Regions from separate parts of the Gossypium hirsutum genome. Here region 1 is linked to region 2. The links are chromatin contacts, called in public Hi-C maps. All regions are on one chromosome and are shown on one strand. Each heading gives the region's core, a stretch centred on a gene start, on an enhancer-like site or on the middle of the called end of the contact. The rest is flanking DNA. Distances are from core to core; before and after follow the strand shown.

Region 1 (2,700 bases), core at 160-2,659, 170 kb after region 2:
ACAAACTTTAAAAAAAAACAAATTTACTAAAAAATTATCTCTGAAATCAGAAAAAAGACCGTGTTCCAACTTACGGGATATGATTTCTTCTCTGAAACCGAGATGATCAAAATTTCTAAAAATAAATAAATTTTGGTGTTTATTCTTGTTTCGGGATTTAAGATATTGCGTCATAACTCATGGGATATAGTTCTTGTTCTCGATTAACGGGAAATACACCATTCCTTAAATTTTTAAGTAATTTTAATAAAAGGATCATATTTTAAAATTTCTTTTCGAATTTTCAATTTTTCGACATTAAGACATCAATTAATCAATTAGGTACCAATTTTGGGCATGACGAGGGTGCTAATCGTTCTTTGCATGTAACTGACTCCCGAGCCTGTTTTTCTTGAATTCCGTAGACCAAAATCATTATAAAATTAAAACATTTTATCAAAACGATTGAATTGCAAGGCGATCCGATCACACCTCAAAAAATGTCGGTGACAACTCCCGTTCTTTTTATTTTTATTTTCAAAATAAAATTCGACACTATTTTTGTTTTTAAAAAGTGGTTTCAACATATATAATCTAAAAAGACAAAAATATAGAAAAAAATAATCAAGTTATGACATGGCACAACGAATTCAAGTTTAATGATCAAATTAGGAAAAACTATCAAATTTTGAGACTAATATAAATAAAAAAATTTAAAACCTAATTATGAGGATTTATCAAGTTTAGAGAATAACTATAACTTTATTCCAATAATTAATACATGACGTAAACACAACAGCAAATGAATAAAAAAATATACAGAATGAAATGATTATGTCAAAAAAAAAAGGTGAATTGTTAATGCATAAAAAGTTATATGTTCATAACAATAAATCTAAAATATTTTAAATATTTAATAAAGGTTTAATTTATCATTTGTCACATTGCGGTATCTAAGATTGGCTTCAATGTTCAATTTAATATCTAAATTAAACAATATTATGAGGTCCAATTAATATTTGACATGTGTGCTCTAATAAAAATACAGGGATTTAAATTGGGACAAAGGAAAATCATGTACAAAATTGAACATTTAAATTAAATTTAGGTACTTATAGGGGATAAAAAAAAATCAAGTATCAATTTCAAATAATTCAGGTACCAATTTGAAACAAAAATCCAAATACCAAATAGAACATTCAAACCAAATATAAGTGCCGCATAGTAATTTAACCCCTTAATAAATAATACAAAACCAAAAAAAAAAAAACTTCCTTTTTCTCATTACTTTGTACTCTTTCTTTCTCCCCCACCGTCCATGCCAAAAAAGAAAAAGCTAGCTGTTTAAAATCTAAGGTCTCATATCTACAGTGTCTTATGTATACTCTTTCTATATATATAGATGCTTGAGTGGGGATCTCAAGTTGCCAACTCTTTCTCCTTTTCTGAAAACACCAAGCGATTCTTTTACCGTAACATCTAGGAAAAGTGTAATAACAAGTTATACATGCTTGTCAGGGGATGGCAAGTTGCCAACACTCTCTCCTTTTTTGAGTACACCAAGCCATTCTTTGCCGTAACATATAGGAAAAGTGCAATAAAAAACATTGACGTCAATTATGCATTTGAGGGGTCGATTCCATGCTTGGTCATAAAGTTGGATAAAAGTGAAAGGGACGTGCTTGGTGTAGGTTGATATGGTGAATTAACAGTGAGAAGTAAAAGGTGATATCCTTCATTGTTAAACTTGTGTTAGGTATGGAATTGATTACATCAATCAAACTTGAAGAGTGAAAGATAGGAAGAATTCCAAAAAAAAAAAAAAAACCCTTACCTTAATTTTAAGAGGTGTATATAAAAAAGATTTTAATAGGATCTACGTTGTGGCCTAGATACTTATGTATAATAATGATGGTGAACAAATGAGAGATATTGAAAAGAAAACTGCATATATAATACTTTTATGAGTAAAATGCTAGCTATAATGTACAAATATATATAGATTGTTGAGACATTTGAAGACAAGTAAAAATTTGGTGGTTGTTTATGTGATTGAAACAATGAACCACTACACCAAAACAGACTTTTAGCGGCGTTTTTAGCAGCGGTTGGATGACAAACGCCGCTAAAGATCGATCATTAGTGGCGCACCATGGAAAACACCGCTGAAAATAAGCATTAGCGGTGTTTTTCAGAAAGCGCCGCAAAATACCTAAACCTAACGACTCCGTTTTCTGAGCTTTCAGGGGATTTGCTTTAGCGGCGTTTTCACGAAAATGCCACAAAAAAACCTAAGACCAACGACGCCATTTTTTGAGTTTTTGGGGATTTAGCGGCGTTTTTAAGAAAGCGCCGCTAATGCTCAGGGCTTTAGCGGCGTTTTCGGTAAAGTGCAACAAAAGAACCTAAGCCAAACGACGCCGTTTACTGAGCTTCGGGGCTTTAGCGGCGTTTTTAAGTAAGCGCCGTTAATGCTCCGGGCTTTAGTGGCGATTCTGGGAAAGCGCCGCAAAAAAACCTAAGCCCAACGACACCGTTTACTGAGCTTTCGGGGCTTTAGTGGCATTTTTAAGTAAGCGCCGCTAATGCTTAGGGCTTTAGTGGCATTTTTGGGAAAGCGCCGCAAAGGGACCTAAGCCCAACGACGCCATTTTCTTAGCTTTTGGGGATTTAGTGGCGTTTTTAGTAAAGCGCCGCTAATGCTTAGGGATTGAAAATAAT
Region 2 (2,700 bases), core at 49-2,548:
AAATAAATGTTGTGTAATAAGGAATTTAGAACAAGTTATACATATAACATCTTAAAAATAAATGGTATATAAAATAGATAGTATAAAAAAAATTTGCAATTGATAATAGATAGTATATGGAAAAAAGAGAGCAAATAATCAAACAATTTAAAATGAATGGTTTATAACACGAGTTTTTAAAAAATAAACAACATGTGTGACATAATATTAAAAAATAAAGTATATAATTAATGAAAGAAAATAAAAGAATGATAAGAATGATTAAATGAATGAACAATATGTAAATAAGAAAGTTGATGGATAAATAAATGAATAAAAGTAAAAGAATAATTAATGATTAAACAATTAAATGGATAAATATAAAAGGTTAAAAACAACGCTTAAGTCAGCCTAACTCTCACAATATGAAGATTCAACGAAATTCCTCCACCAAAATCTAACTCAAATGAAAGCAACTTAAAAAGAAACGAAGATGAACGAAGAACAAAATAAGAACAAGCCACAGAAAATAAGAACGCAAGAGAGAGAAATTTGAGTGAATGCTCTTAAAAATTATTATTGCTCCAAACTCAAGTGTTTTACAATGAAAGGAGAGGCCCCTATTTATAGTTGAGCCTCCCCAAATCCAACGGTACAGATCAATTACATGAACAGCTAAGATTAAGGGATTTCTACAAATTAAATCTCTAAGATTACTAAATTATATCATATCTAAGATTGCATATCCTTGAAGATTATGTTTTCATATGCGTCAAGCTTGTAGATGGACCTTCAACCTTTTCAAGTAATGGGTCATTCCAATCGGGCCAAATGATATAATTTTGGACTGGACTTAGACTTTATTTTATTATTTTGGGTATATTTTTTTTTGTGAGCCCAGGTTAAATTTACCTATTACATGAAATATAGAGCTTAAATCTTAAATTTGAATGAAATATAAGGATAAACATTAAAAATTAACTATTCTTATATAATCTATAATATTGAAAAAATAAACCACGTACAAAGCATTGATAGGACTTTAAGCTTTAAGGTCGACATTGTTTACTATGGCTCCACCTTTTTAAACCAAACTTTATCATGGGGGAGCCATTAGTCATTTAGCACTTGGTAGTGGCAGAAATAAAGGAAATAACCCCGAACTTGGTGCTCTCTTTTTTGTCTTTTATTTAAAAATGAAATAAAGTGAGTAAAGTAATTTTCCTCCCAGTTAAAAGAAAAGTTAAGTAATTTTCCAAATTCCAACAAATAATTAATATTAGTTTTTTATACACTACAAGACTTTTAGACCTTGAATCCCAATAGCTCTTAACCACTTCTTTTTTTGTGTTGTTGGCTTCAAATAATTAAGCAAAACTTCGCACCTTCACTATGGATCTTAGAAAGCTTCAAAACCATGCTGCCTTTCATGTTACTGGCCCTTAGAAAAAGGGTTTTCACACTACATTGACCACAAATACCATACATTAGAAGTCTTACATACAGTTCTTTCTTTATTCTTTTGCTACCAAACCTTCCTACTCCCTTCCTTAATTTCCCTGTATATAATTCCCTTTGCGTCTAAACAACCTCCAAAGCCATCACCACTTCCGACATGGAACTTACAGAGTATTATGTCAACATTTTTGTTTCTCTTGTGCTGCTTGCTTTCCTTGGATTGATCCTACGTTTGTATCATGAGCTGGTGGTGAAGCCAATGAAGCTCCGAGCAAGATTACTCAAGCAAGGCATCAAAGGGCCGCCTCCGAGTCTGCTAATCGGAAACATAAGAGAGATAAAGAAGGCACAATCCAGCATTGTTAAGGTTCCTAGCATGCAAAACCCTGCCACTCACAACTGCGGTGCGCTACTCTTTCCATTCCTTGAGCAATGGAGGAAACAATATGGTATGTATAATAATGTATTGCATACCTCTTAATTGTATGCGTGTCGGTGTCTATAATGAAATTTAGGAGTATTAATTTACCAAAATAGTTATCACTGATAGTGATGGAGTAATTTCATTAAATTTCAGGTAAAGTATTTGTGTTTTCTCTTGGTAACACTCAAATATTGTTCGTCAATCAACCTGATGCTGTGAAAGAGATTACTACATGCACGTCCTTAGCCTTGGGGAAGCCTTCCTATCAACAAAAGGATCGTGGTCCTTTGCTTGGTCAGGGAATTCTAACTTCAAATGGGGCAATATGGGCTTATCAGAGAAAAATTCTTGCTCCCGAATTATACATGGACAAGGTTAAGGTATAAATATATATTAACATATGATTCACTAAATATATCAAATTGATTATGATTACAGATCTACATACAGTACTAGGTGTATATAAACATTAATACAAAGATAAAACCTCTTGTAGGGAATGATGAACCTGATTGTCGAATCTACATTTACGCTAGTGGACTCTTGGAAGACCAGAATAGAGGTCGAGGGTGGACTTGCTGACATCAAAATTGACGAGTATATGCGAAGCTTCTCTGGAGATGTCATCTCAAGAGCCTGTTTCGGAAGTAATTATTGTAAAGGAGAAGAAATCTTCTTGAAGCTAAGAGCTCTACAGGAGGCCATGTCCAAGAAAGGTTTATCCACTGGCGTGCCTGGAATGAGGTGAGCATTCTTTCGCAATTTCAAAGTCATATGGAAGCAATTTGTATTAAAATTTTTGGGTTATTACAGATATCTTCCCATCAAAAGCAACAGAG

The links. Hi-C and Micro-C count contacts between places; a contact is called where the count stands out from the background.
Region 1: a Hi-C map of leaf shows a contact between it and region 2, with 2.1 times the contacts expected there. The contact joins the enhancer-like site here to the promoter of LOC107954904 in region 2. A contact is called at or near these places in 5 of 34 Hi-C or Micro-C datasets (all in leaf).

The regions. Positions count from the first base shown.
Region 1 is chrD07:48,421,217-48,423,916 of Gossypium_hirsutum_v2.1, forward strand. No RefSeq gene overlaps it. Among protein-coding and RNA genes, the nearest start is that of LOC121219509, 20 kb to the left of the region's middle. Within about 2 kb of position 1,410, at least 1 of the 9 cell types and tissues checked has an H3K27ac peak or open chromatin away from gene starts, as enhancers often do. A contact at or near this core is called in leaf, where this site is marked.
Region 2 is chrD07:48,246,592-48,249,291 of Gossypium_hirsutum_v2.1, forward strand. It overlaps LOC107954904 (cytochrome P450 714C2), which reads left to right and starts at 1,299. Exons shown (of 5, transcript XM_016890588.2): 1 at 1,299-1,886; 2 at 2,015-2,241; 3 at 2,358-2,605; 4 at 2,675-2,700. The coding sequence starts at 1,595.